Linked DNA regions of Triticum aestivum: region 2 is linked to region 1. Evidence: chromatin contacts called from public Hi-C data. All regions are on one chromosome and are shown on one strand. The core of a region is the stretch at or near the end of the contact, and the rest is flanking DNA. Distances in the headings are between cores, read along the strand shown.

Region 1 (5,667 bases), core at 895-3,394:
GCCTCCACCTGATAGGGTGCCGATTTATCACATATATTTTTGTTGGATGTATCTCAAGCCTAATTTAGCCAAGTTGTGTTTCGACGTCATCATGATTTTCAATTCTTGTCCTCTAATCACGGACGGAACTAGAAATCAATAAATTGGGGGAGGTCAAGCACAATTTTTTTTTGCTACCCACCCCTTCACCGCATCTAATCAACTATGGTTGGATGATTTTAGCCCTAGTTTCCCTCATAGATCGTGCGAGACTTTCTAATCAATCAACAGGAGCTCATTGTTGTCACGAAGATGTTCTTTGATACCTCTATGGTCTTATTCCTTTCTCGTAAGCTTAAGTTAAAAAAACTAGTTTTAGATTATTTTTCCTTCCGGGAAAATAGTTTTTCTTGGCAATCTTCGGGGAAAATAGTTGTTAGATATTTCACGGTAAGAGATTGCTGACCAGGCTGCAGATGGGTGCATGCGTTGATGTCCAAATTGGCAAGATAAATAATAAATAAAGAGAAATAAAAGGAAGATGTTCGGAGGTCCTTGACTCCTCCGTGGGAAACCAACTGAACACTGTGGTAAGATCGTCTAGCACGTGCCTTTGACTAGCGGCCATACGGCACGATCTCATCAGCGATGGGCCAACGCTAAGCTTTGATAGTTTCGGCACCAGAATCTTGGATCACCTTTTTGAGTAGTCAGCAGCGCCTTATTTTCTTAACTGGAGTAGTCAGCACTCAGCAGCTTGATACTGGGCCATTCCGTGCGGTTTCTTTCCGGGACCCCGATGGCTTTGTTTCTTTCTCCCGCACCTCAATTTTCCACGGTGGCTCCGGCCACTAGACTCGTGCCGGTTTACATCAACATGGACACATTTGTCCGCAGCTGAATTTAAGTTTAGTGTTTCCTTCAGTTCAGAAAGGGGTACCCAGAAAAGGACCACGCAGAAAGAGGTGAAAACAGCATAGAAAATGACGCTGTCGCGGTTACGTAATTGAGTGAGGCCTTGTCGGACTTACCGTGCGTGCGGGTGCGGCTCGCACACACTACACAGGCTCCAAGCAAAGCAAGAAGAAACGTTGGCGCACTGACTTGTACTGTAGATTGTAGCACAGCGTACAATAATCTCCCTCGATCTCCCGTGGCCGACTAGCCGGCCGGCGATGTTGCCACGCTGGTGTTCCATTCATATCCACACCGGTTGCACTCGCAATCCATCCACACGTTCCAAACACTCTTACAGTTGACCTGTTGACTCTCTTGCACTGGTAGACTGCGTGAAAATGAAGTGTTCAGAAAGAGCCAAGTAGAAGAAAATTCTAACGTGCCTTAGTCAGGGAGAAACTTCAGCCTCGAAAAAGAAACGGAAACTATTGTGCACGTGAAAAGCAGCTACCGGTATATATGATCTTTTTTGCGGGCTCAATGTATATGAAGTTGATGCACCTTTTCATGTGTGCTGTAAAGATCATGCAGACACGCAGTGCCGCCATTCGTAACGTAGTGGGTCTTTTTCATACGTGGAAATTTCCACATGGTACACAAACTCGTCGTCACGGTGAGGTGTGACGAACCGCACAGACAGACAGCCCAGCTGCCCATGCATGGACTTGCAACTTCACTTATCGTGATCCTAATCATCGACCATATTAAATTCACTTAGCCGCAAACGTGCGGCGCGTTGTATTGTCTTTGTGTATAAATCGTACCGACGGGGCGCCACGTCGAGCCCACTCGCGGCAGGGCAGCCTCGTCGAACCCGCAGTCCAACGGTCAGAGCACACGGCGCTGGATGGTAGACCTGAACCACAGGCCACTCGCACGTACTACTACAGTTCACCTCGCTTAAACTGGCAAAGGTATGGGCGGCAGGTCGAGGGACGACCAGCTCATGAACAGATCCCCAACCGGATCGCCATAATTCGGAGTGGTCAAAGAGATGGACGCCGCAGCGCGGCGACAGCGAAGGCGGCCTGGCGCCCTCTTGCGTGCCTCGGCGCCGTGAGTCGTCGCGCGTGATGCGCCCGGGTCAAAGTCTCTGAAATCCCGGAAGGGAAGAGAAATGAGGCTCACCGAGCGCGGCTCTCGCTGGATGGAGAGAGACCCGGGCCATTGGTTTGACTCCGAGGTGGCCTGAGATCTGCAGCCTGCACCGTGAGGTTGCTGGAGGGACCGCGGCCACGCGATGGAATCGGGATGAGACCGCGCCGAGGGCGACGTTCCATCCTAGCGAGCCAACGAGGACAAAGTCTACGGGCGTGATGCCGACCTTCTAGCCATGGATGGGCAGCTCCTGCATATATTTGTGCCTGCCTGCTGCTTGTAGCTTATGGCCAGCTGCTTGCTGGTTTCGGTTGGCTGATTTGTGCCTGGTGCGTACATACATAGCTGTCCGATCTGATCCGCTGCATGTTTTCGACCAGCTAGCTAGTGTGGTACTCCCTCCGTTTTGAAATAAAGTCTTAATTTTGTACATTTATTTTGGGCTAAAAAAAGGCTCTTATCGGATGATACGTCCAAAACGAATTGTGAGTGCAAATTTGCAATCGCTTCCGCACGGCAGAGGAGCCTCCCTGGTCACGACACGACTTCACGGTCGACAAGGTTTAACTTCTTCCCGGCCGGTAACTATCATCAATGAAGCAGAAAATTATAATTTATACTAAAGTTGTATTAAAGTTGCGTCAATAAATTTGAACCGGAGGGAGTACATACTTTGCGTGGTATACTGCAAACTTTGCACCCTGTCCTGCCGACTTCCACAAGATTCGGCAGTACAAATCTGCACGCTAACTCAATTCGTTTACATTAATCGGGCACGTAACTAAAATGGTTATTGTAGAGAGATCATGGTCGACGTGCACGGCCCAGGACGGCTGATGCGTCCATCGCTCCTTCGTCTGACAGAATATCTCCACAGGTTCTTCCGTGACGCCGGAACAACTAGTAGTAAAATATATATATTTTTTTGCGATAGAAAGAGAGTTTTATTTCATATGCATAGGGTTACAATCAAGAGGCACCAAATCCTTAATACAAGGAGGGCATCTCCCTAGCCGTAAAATATAAGAGTATATATAGGCCAATCTGCATCCTTAGTTAAGGTTTTTAAATTCGGACTTGCTAAATCTCAGCCAACTAAGACTTCATTATGTCTCATTCGATGCCATATTTATGAGATCTTACATTAAGATCCGTGTAAAATATTTTTCAGTTATTCGCAAAAAAGAAAAAAAAATCTTTTTTCTATTTTTCTTTTTCTTTCTTATATGTTATGTCATTGGACTAAGACTTGGGTAAGTCTCGGCCAACTGAGACCTAGGCACACCCATTTAAAAACGAATCAGCCAACTAAGCCAGTCGTTGATTGGCCTAGAAGAATTTGAAACCAAACGTACGCGCTTTCCATGTGTATTTGGCAATCTACAAATCAGTTTGGTTGACTATTGTGCTGGCACAAAGGACAATTAGTCTACACAACTTCAATGATTCCCTAATCATTCATTAGATATACTCAAAAAGGGTCTTCAGGAGTTGGCAATACTTCTTTTGTATGCTTCAATGATGCATGCACCATGAAAGCGTGTCAAGCGAAAGAGGAAAAAGAAAAACGAAAATTGGAGAACCCGAATACTACTCCCTCCATCACAATCACAAACTTGTTTATATGTTGCGCTAAAATTGCATTACTTATGTGTTAACTGAATTGAAATTCAAAATTTACTACAAGCCACATTTAAAGAATGCCTTGAAATTGCTAGGTTCTTAGCTTTGACAAATGTCTCAACGAATATTCACCGAAGTCAGGGTCGAAACATGTTTAAAAGGAATGACATAGTCAAGAAATTACATAGAACCAACACGTGAGGGGAACCAGACGCATTTGAAGCTTCACTATCACCCTTTTGGCATCTAGACCGGGGAAATAAAGAGAGTCGGCGTCGACGGATGTCGAAGCTCCAAGTGGTTCCCGAATATGCGACAACAACATAGGGAGACCAGCCATAGATCACACAAGGTCCCTCTCCCAAGAGAAGATGACCTCTATAGGCATTGTAGCTCCGCATTGAGCACAACGGTTGGTGAGCTCTAGAAATGAACTAAATCTCAATGGAGAGTTAGATCCCCGTCGTCAGCCTCTTCATGTCCTCCACCACAGTGGCTTGAGATGAGATGCAAGGGTGACACAGCAGTCCGTCGATCGGATCCACGAGCTTATTGAAGCGAGAGCTTTTGGCTCCAACCACCTAAGGGTAACAAACAAGATCAACATGGTTAGCCACGTATGCATCATGGTCGTCAAACCTCTCCAATGGAACACCTAGCTAAATATACAACATATGCATGCTATCCAGAGCTTTCCTCCTATTCATACTTTAGCCGACAACCCGGTAGATGATCAAGACGAAGGAAATATGTAACGCCCTCGATGCGGCTATATCTCCTACGTGTCGAAGCACGACTTAGAGGCATAACCGCATTGAAAGCAATGTCGCAAGTAAGGTAATCTTCACAACAACCCATGTAAATATATAAAAGGGGAAAAGATACATAGTTGGCTTACACTCGCCACGTCACCCAAATATATGAATAACATTACAATCATCCAATACACTCATGGTCCGACTACGGTACCAAAATAAAGATCAACCCCCACATGCGACACGGTCCCCGATCGCCCCAACTGGGCACCACTACTGATCATCTGGGAAAGACACATAGTAACGACGAGAGTCTTCATCGAACTCCCACTTGAGCTCAAGCGCATCGTCTGAAACGGTATCATCGGTCCCTGCATCTGGTTTGGAAGTAATTTGTGAGTCACGGGGACTCAGCAATCTCGCACCCTCGCGATCAAGACTATTTAAGCTTATAGGTAAGGCAAAGGTATGATGTGGAGCTGCAGCAAGCGACTAGCATAATGGTGGCTAACCTGTTCGCAAAAGAGAGCGAGAAGAGAAGGCAAAGCACGAACGAAGAACTATGATCAAGAAGTGATCCTAGAACAACCTACATCAAGCATTACTCCAACACCATGTTCACTTCCCGGACTCCGCCGAGAAGAGACCATCACGGTAACACACGCGGTTGATTCATTTTAATTAAGTTAAGTTTCATGTTATCTACAGCCGGACGTTAACAAATTCCCATCTGCCCATAACCGCGGGCACGACTTTCGAAAGTTCAAATCCCTGCAGGGGTGTCCCAACTTAGCCCATCACAAGCTCTCACGGTCAAGGAAGGATATTCCTTCTAGCGGGAAGACCCGATCAGACTCGGCATCCCGGTTACAAGACATCCTCGACAATGGTAAAACAAGTCCAGCAAGACCACCCGCTGTGCCGACAAATCCCGATAGGAGCTGCACATATCTCGTTCTCAGGGCACACCGGATAAGCTAACAACGCGTTTGGTTGGGTGGAAAACCCCCGCTTCCGATTACAGCGCTTTTGTAAAATAGTAGCAGCTGTTTGGTTCGGTCGGTCTGTTTTTTTGTTACGACGCTATCTCATACAGGGCTTCACATCCGCAAAAACGACCGATCCGGCCGGATACAGAATCCCCTTTGCTCCGTACTCGCTTGTGCCCAAACCAAACAAAACGCGTATTCAAGAGAAAATTTCAGAAGCAGCGCTTCCCGATACTAAAAGTCGAAAACGATACAGGAGTGGGAAC
Region 2 (5,667 bases), core at 1,480-3,979, 250 kb after region 1:
TGGTGGGAGAAGTGGGAGGAGGAGAGGGAGAATCAAGAAGGTGCAACAGCCAAGCTGATGGAGAGGTTTGAGGACATCTTGGCGAAGAAGGAGGAGGCATGTGTGAAGCGCTTGGATGTCAAGGGGGAGAAGAAGGCGGAGAGGTTCAAACTGTTGATGGAGGCGACTGACAAGAAGCTCAAGCTCGAACAGAGGAGGAGGATGATTGAAGAGAGGAAGGCCGCGCTCGAGAAAAAAAGTTGCACATCACCGCCAATGCGGAGGAGGCCAAGATGTTGACCTTGAATGTGGACTCTTTGGATGCCGATGCAAGAATCATCGTGCAATCCATCAGCTACCAGATATTGCAACAGCGGACGACGAGGACGCGACCGAGGGATACACAAACGCGGACGTGGAGGCTGCCTATGCGACAGTGACATCACCACCTTGATCGGGAAGGAAACGACTAGGATTGCTGGCCCGGTAGGGCAGAAATGCATGGACAGTCGGATTGTTTTTCTTTTGGATTCAAGCATGTAAAAACTAAACATATTTGTTTCTTTTTGGTTGTGATCGAGCATGTGATCCGGCGCTGGTGTGTTCCGGCGCGCTGTGTGGATTAATTTGTACATTTGAATTATAGTTTATTGGCAGATATATACGTGATAGCGCTAGATGGCGGCCTTTATCAGTTTCTTAGTTATTTTGGATTACATTGCATATTACGAAACCAAGACACAGCAAGCCAATACATCAAAAAATGTGCCTTCTTTAACTTGTAGTAGTGTGCAAAGCAAAATGAAATAGAGGGAGTTTTGTTTGCTAGCATTAGCATAGAGGGATCGTATCTGTCTTTTTTTTTGCGAAATAAGAGAATGTATATGTCAATGCCAGGTGTACTAAGAAACCTTTTTATATGAGTATAATAGAGAATCGCTACCAGGTTAATTCAAAAGAACAAGCAAGGTTTATATTGAGCGTTCAAGAGAATACTACATCCATTCCAAAATAATTGAGTTCTAGCCTCTGGGTTTATCCATAGTAAAAAATAATTAAGTTTGTCAAGTATATAGAAGAATATATCTATATCTATATCATCTATCTATACCGATATAAAAAGACCCAAAGAGGTAGATCCAAACCATCTCGACCGTCAAATCATGTTATCTAGCGATTCAAATCGCTTCAATATTGAGCATCAAACACGTTTAACGCTCTAATTACCCACCACTGCCATTGGTTATAAACACGTTTTGACTCAACGTTATCCCATGAAATCTGCCATGTAATTAACATAATACCTTCCCGCGAAAAAAGTAATTGATATCTTACCAAATGCCAACGTGCAACATATATATCTTACCTAATATAGCGTGCAACTAATATTCTACCTAATATAAATGTGCATTGCACATACATTATTAATAGTCAATATAAAAAGACCCAAAGGGGCAGATCCAACTAATCTCGATCATCATCTAAGTCAATCCAACGACCTAGATTACTCCAATGACGAGCGTTCAACGTGTTTAACGTGCAATTAATATCATACCAAATATTGCACTAATCATAGAATTAACACACAAATAATAGCATACCTAATATCCGCGTGCAATTAATATATTGCCTAAATATCAACGTGCATTGCACGTGCGCATTTACTAGTAAACATCAAATTAGTCACGTGAGATTATTTATGAAATATATTTTCATACTATACACATTTAATGTTGTAGATCTTGGCGTATACTCCCTCATCTCACAATGTAAGATTGTTTTTGAAACTATTGTTAGCTTGAAGAACGATCTTATATTGTGTGATAGGGGCAATGCTACATCTACGTAAACAAAGCTACCTGCTTTACGTACACTGCCAGATGGATTATTGTGATTGAAGAAGAAGGAGGAAGGGGCCCCGCCCCCCTGAAAATTGAGCCGGGTTTCTAGGAAGCTTATGTAAAAGCGTTTGCAATCCTATCGAAGTATTGAGCAAACATAAGTACATTTGACTTAGGACAAACCTAAGACTTAAATCATTTTGGAATCGAAGGGAGCACATGTCTAATGCTCGAAACTCAAAGGACAGCAATACTGCGTATGAAATGCAAGCATGCATGAGTGGTGAAAGTGGCGCTACAAGTCTTTGTACGGTTCGCTTTCGAGGGAGGCCTTCTCCCCTTCTATTTGCCCTAATCCAAAGGGGATGCTGCTGCCCTAGTGAGAAAGAACGCAGATATTTCTTCTCCTTTTCCTTTTGGGTGGATAAAATCACGCAAATTGACGACTGATCCACCCCACATGCATCTTAATCCCATTTTTTATTATTACTTGTACCAAATTCAGACCGTCAGAAAAGAGACGATGCAGCATTTCAGCCATATCGGCGCCGGGAGGTGATCCGGTGATAACCACGTCCAACAACTCCAGGAGCGCCGGTCCAACGAGGCGAAGACCCAAGTGGTCGTGCGGCAGATTAATCTGGCATCGCCTATGGGACTGTGGCAGCAAGGCGAGACGTGCGTATTTTGCAAGAGAGGAGATAGCTACACCACCCGGTGACCGCTGAATGATTATTCAACGGCACGCTTGGTCATGCTGTGGGCCCACATGCCAGTTACCGCGATGCGGGCCCACGCCTACGTATACTATTCCACCTTCTGCCCTTGTGTCTTTGGCTCTGAGCTGAGCTGAAGCCCCCAACTTGTGTGTTGTGTCTATAAATGCGTCCCTCCCCGGCAACGCAACACTCCACTGGCACATAGAAACCAGCTCTCGAGCACCACTAAACTATACACAAGGAGGACCTCGTCGGCATAATCCTCAGGCAGCGAGCAGAGGGGCGTCGTCGACGATGGACCGCGCCGCGCTCCCGGCGGCCGTCGAGCCCAAGAAGAAGGGCAACGTGAGGTTCGCCTTCGCCTGCGCCATCCTCGCCTCCATGACCTCCATCCTCCTCGGCTACGGTACGTCTAGCTCGCCCTAAAGTTCTTGCGCACAGACCATTTGGCTGGATCTGTTGCATATGGTAGGTACGTACGTACGTGCTTTGCATGGGCTGATCACGGTTTGTTTGGGTCTGCAGACATCGGCGTGATGAGTGGAGCGTCGCTGTACATCCAGAAGGACCTGAAGATCAACGACACCCAGCTGGAGGTCCTCATGGGCATCCTCAACGTGTACTCGCTCATTGGCTCCTTCGCGGCGGGGCGGACGTCCGACTGGATCGGCCGGCGCTTCACCATCGTCTTCGCCGCCGTCATCTTCTTCGCGGGAGCCCTCATCATGGGCTTCTCCGTCAACTACGCCATGCTCATGTTCGGCCGCTTCGTGGCCGGCATCGGCGTGGGGTACGCTCTTATGATCGCGCCCGTGTACACGGCCGAGGTGTCCCCCGCGTCTGCCCGTGGCTTCCTCACCTCCTTCCCGGAGGTGTTCATCAACTTCGGCATCCTGCTCGGATATGTCTCTAACTTCGCCTTCGCCCGCCTCTCCCTCCACCTCGGCTGGCGCATCATGCTCGGCATAGGCGCGGTGCCGTCCGTCCTGCTCGCGTTCATGGTGCTCGGCATGCCCGAGTCTCCCCGGTGGCTCGTCATGAAGGGCCGTCTCGCGGACGCCAAGGTTGTTCTTGCCAAGACTTCCGACACGCCCGAGGAGGCCGCTGAGCGCCTCGCCGACATCAAGACTGCCGCCGGCATCCCTCTGGACCTCGACGGCGACGTGGTCGCCGTGCCCAAAAACAAAGGAAGCAGCGAGGAGAAGCGCGTGTGGAAGGACCTCATCCTTTCCCCGACCAAAGCCATGCGCCACATCCTCATCGCGGGAATCGGCATCCACTTCTTCCAGCAGTCTTCGGGCATCGACGCCGTCGTGCTCTACAGCCCGCGAGTTTTCAAGAGCGCCGGCATCACGGGCGACAACCGCCTCCTCGGCACCACCGTGGCCGTCGGGGCCACCAAGACAGTCTTCATCCTGGTGGCCACCTTCCTCCTCGACCGCATCGGCCGGCGGCCGCTTCTGCTGAGCAGCACGGGCGGCGTGATCGTCTCCCTAGTGGGCCTCGCGACGGGGCTCACCGTCATCAGCCGCCACCCGGACGAGAAGATCACCTGGGCCATCGTCCTGTGCATCTTCTGCATCATGGCCTACGTGGCCTTCTTCTCCATCGGCCTCGGCCCCATCACTTGGGTGTACAGCTCGGAGATCTTCCCGCTGCACGTGCGCGCGCTGGGCTGCTCCCTCGGCGTGGCCGTCAACCGCCTGACCAGCGGCGTGATCTCCATGACCTTCATTTCGCTGTCCAAGGCCATGACCATCGGCGGCGCCTTCTTCCTCTTCGCCGGCATCGCCTCGTTCGCCTGGGTGTTCTTCTTCGCCTACCTGCCGGAGACCCGCGGCCGCACGCTGGAGGACATGAGCTCGCTGTTCGGCCACACGGCCACGCACAAGCAGGGCGCCGCGGATGCCGACGACGACGCCGGGAAGGAGAAGAAGGTGGAAATGGCCGCCACCAACTGAACGCAAGTTGGCAGATCGCGATGCGAAGACTTGCGCTGTATCCGTCCGTCTCGGCTAGCTAGCTGCCACACTGCCACATAGATGACGAAGTAGCGTGGGAAGATTCGCTGATCCGGCCGGTGCTGCCGGAGAGCGACGGCAAGCTCCAGCTCGATCGAGACGTTAATGGCTTCTTAAATGTGCTATAAGTTTAATTTTTCGCGATTTGGCTCGTTTTGTCCGGGTAGCAGGCTGTGAGCAATCCGACAGTGCCAATGCCAAGGCTAATCGCCGCCGGACTAGACTACTGTAGTAGACTGTAGAGGTGTGCCCTAGCTACTTCCGTGGCGTTTGTCTCGTACTCGCGCTGCATGGGTCAAGTGCACGCGAGCTTTGGTTAGGAGAGAAAAACTGGCGGTGGTTCGAGGAATCTACCTGCCGATCGAGTGAGTCAGGCGAGCCACGGAAAATGTGTAAGAAAAAACTATCAGTATGTGTATTGTAAAGACGTGGGTGTACATACGTACTTTCAGGCAGCACGCCATGGTTACATTATGCATATATTCATGTGTCCTCGTTACAAAACGGTAGCGGTTGGCCACCGCAGCGAATATTGAAGTTGATCGGCTTGATCACGGGAATCGGAATCTTGAAATCTTGAAACAAACGTAAGCAACCAGCTGGTCTTGTGCCAAGTTTTTTACTGGTATAGCGCTCGACCGGTTGAGCGTGCGTATCCAGCTAGTCAAAACAGGCCTAGTGTGCAGCACAGTGATTATAGTAGATTATCTGATATTTTTTAAGTTTTTGCATGTTCGCGGCGATGCATGTGCAACGATAATTTACGCAGTTTGTTTGGTCATATTTGACACTGCCATGTGATGATGCACGGGCTTCGTTTTCGATAGCTGTGATGGATTTATGTTTTTTTTTTCTAATTGGTGATGGATTTATTGTGTTAAGGGAAGTAGTTACGGGGAGCACCTTTTTTTCTTTGAGGGTTAGTTACGGGGAGCACCTACCTATTGGACGCTCGTCGCGCCCAAAAGACAAGCTTCGCGGGCCGACCCACTGCAGGTCTGCAGCCAGCAGCGCATGCAGACGCATCGTAGCGAGACGGCACTGTAGTGACCATGTAGCGAACCTGTGTTTTGTCTTCTTTTGATTTCTAACAGTTTTTTGAAAATG

What was found. A called contact is a pair of places that touch in the nucleus more often than the background predicts.
Region 2: a contact with region 1 is called in a Hi-C map of leaf, with 5 times the contacts expected there. The contact joins the promoter of LOC123188120 here to the enhancer-like site in region 1. A contact is called at or near these places in 1 of 5 Hi-C or Micro-C datasets (leaf) and 1 of 1 datasets of contacts at active chromatin or transcription factors (leaf).

Annotation. Positions count from the first base shown.
Region 1 is chr2A:158,766,372-158,772,038 of IWGSC CS RefSeq v2.1, forward strand. No RefSeq gene overlaps it. Among protein-coding and RNA genes, the nearest start is that of LOC123188118, 25 kb to the left of the region's middle. Within about 2 kb of position 2,145, at least 2 of the 8 cell types and tissues checked have an H3K27ac peak or open chromatin away from gene starts, as enhancers often do. A contact at or near this core is called in leaf, where this site is marked.
Region 2 is chr2A:159,014,706-159,020,372 of IWGSC CS RefSeq v2.1, forward strand. LOC123188120 (polyol transporter 5) reads left to right here and starts at 2,730. Exons shown (of 2, transcript XM_044600160.1): 1 at 2,730-2,945; 2 at 3,065-4,985. The coding sequence starts at 2,834. The coding sequence ends at 4,500.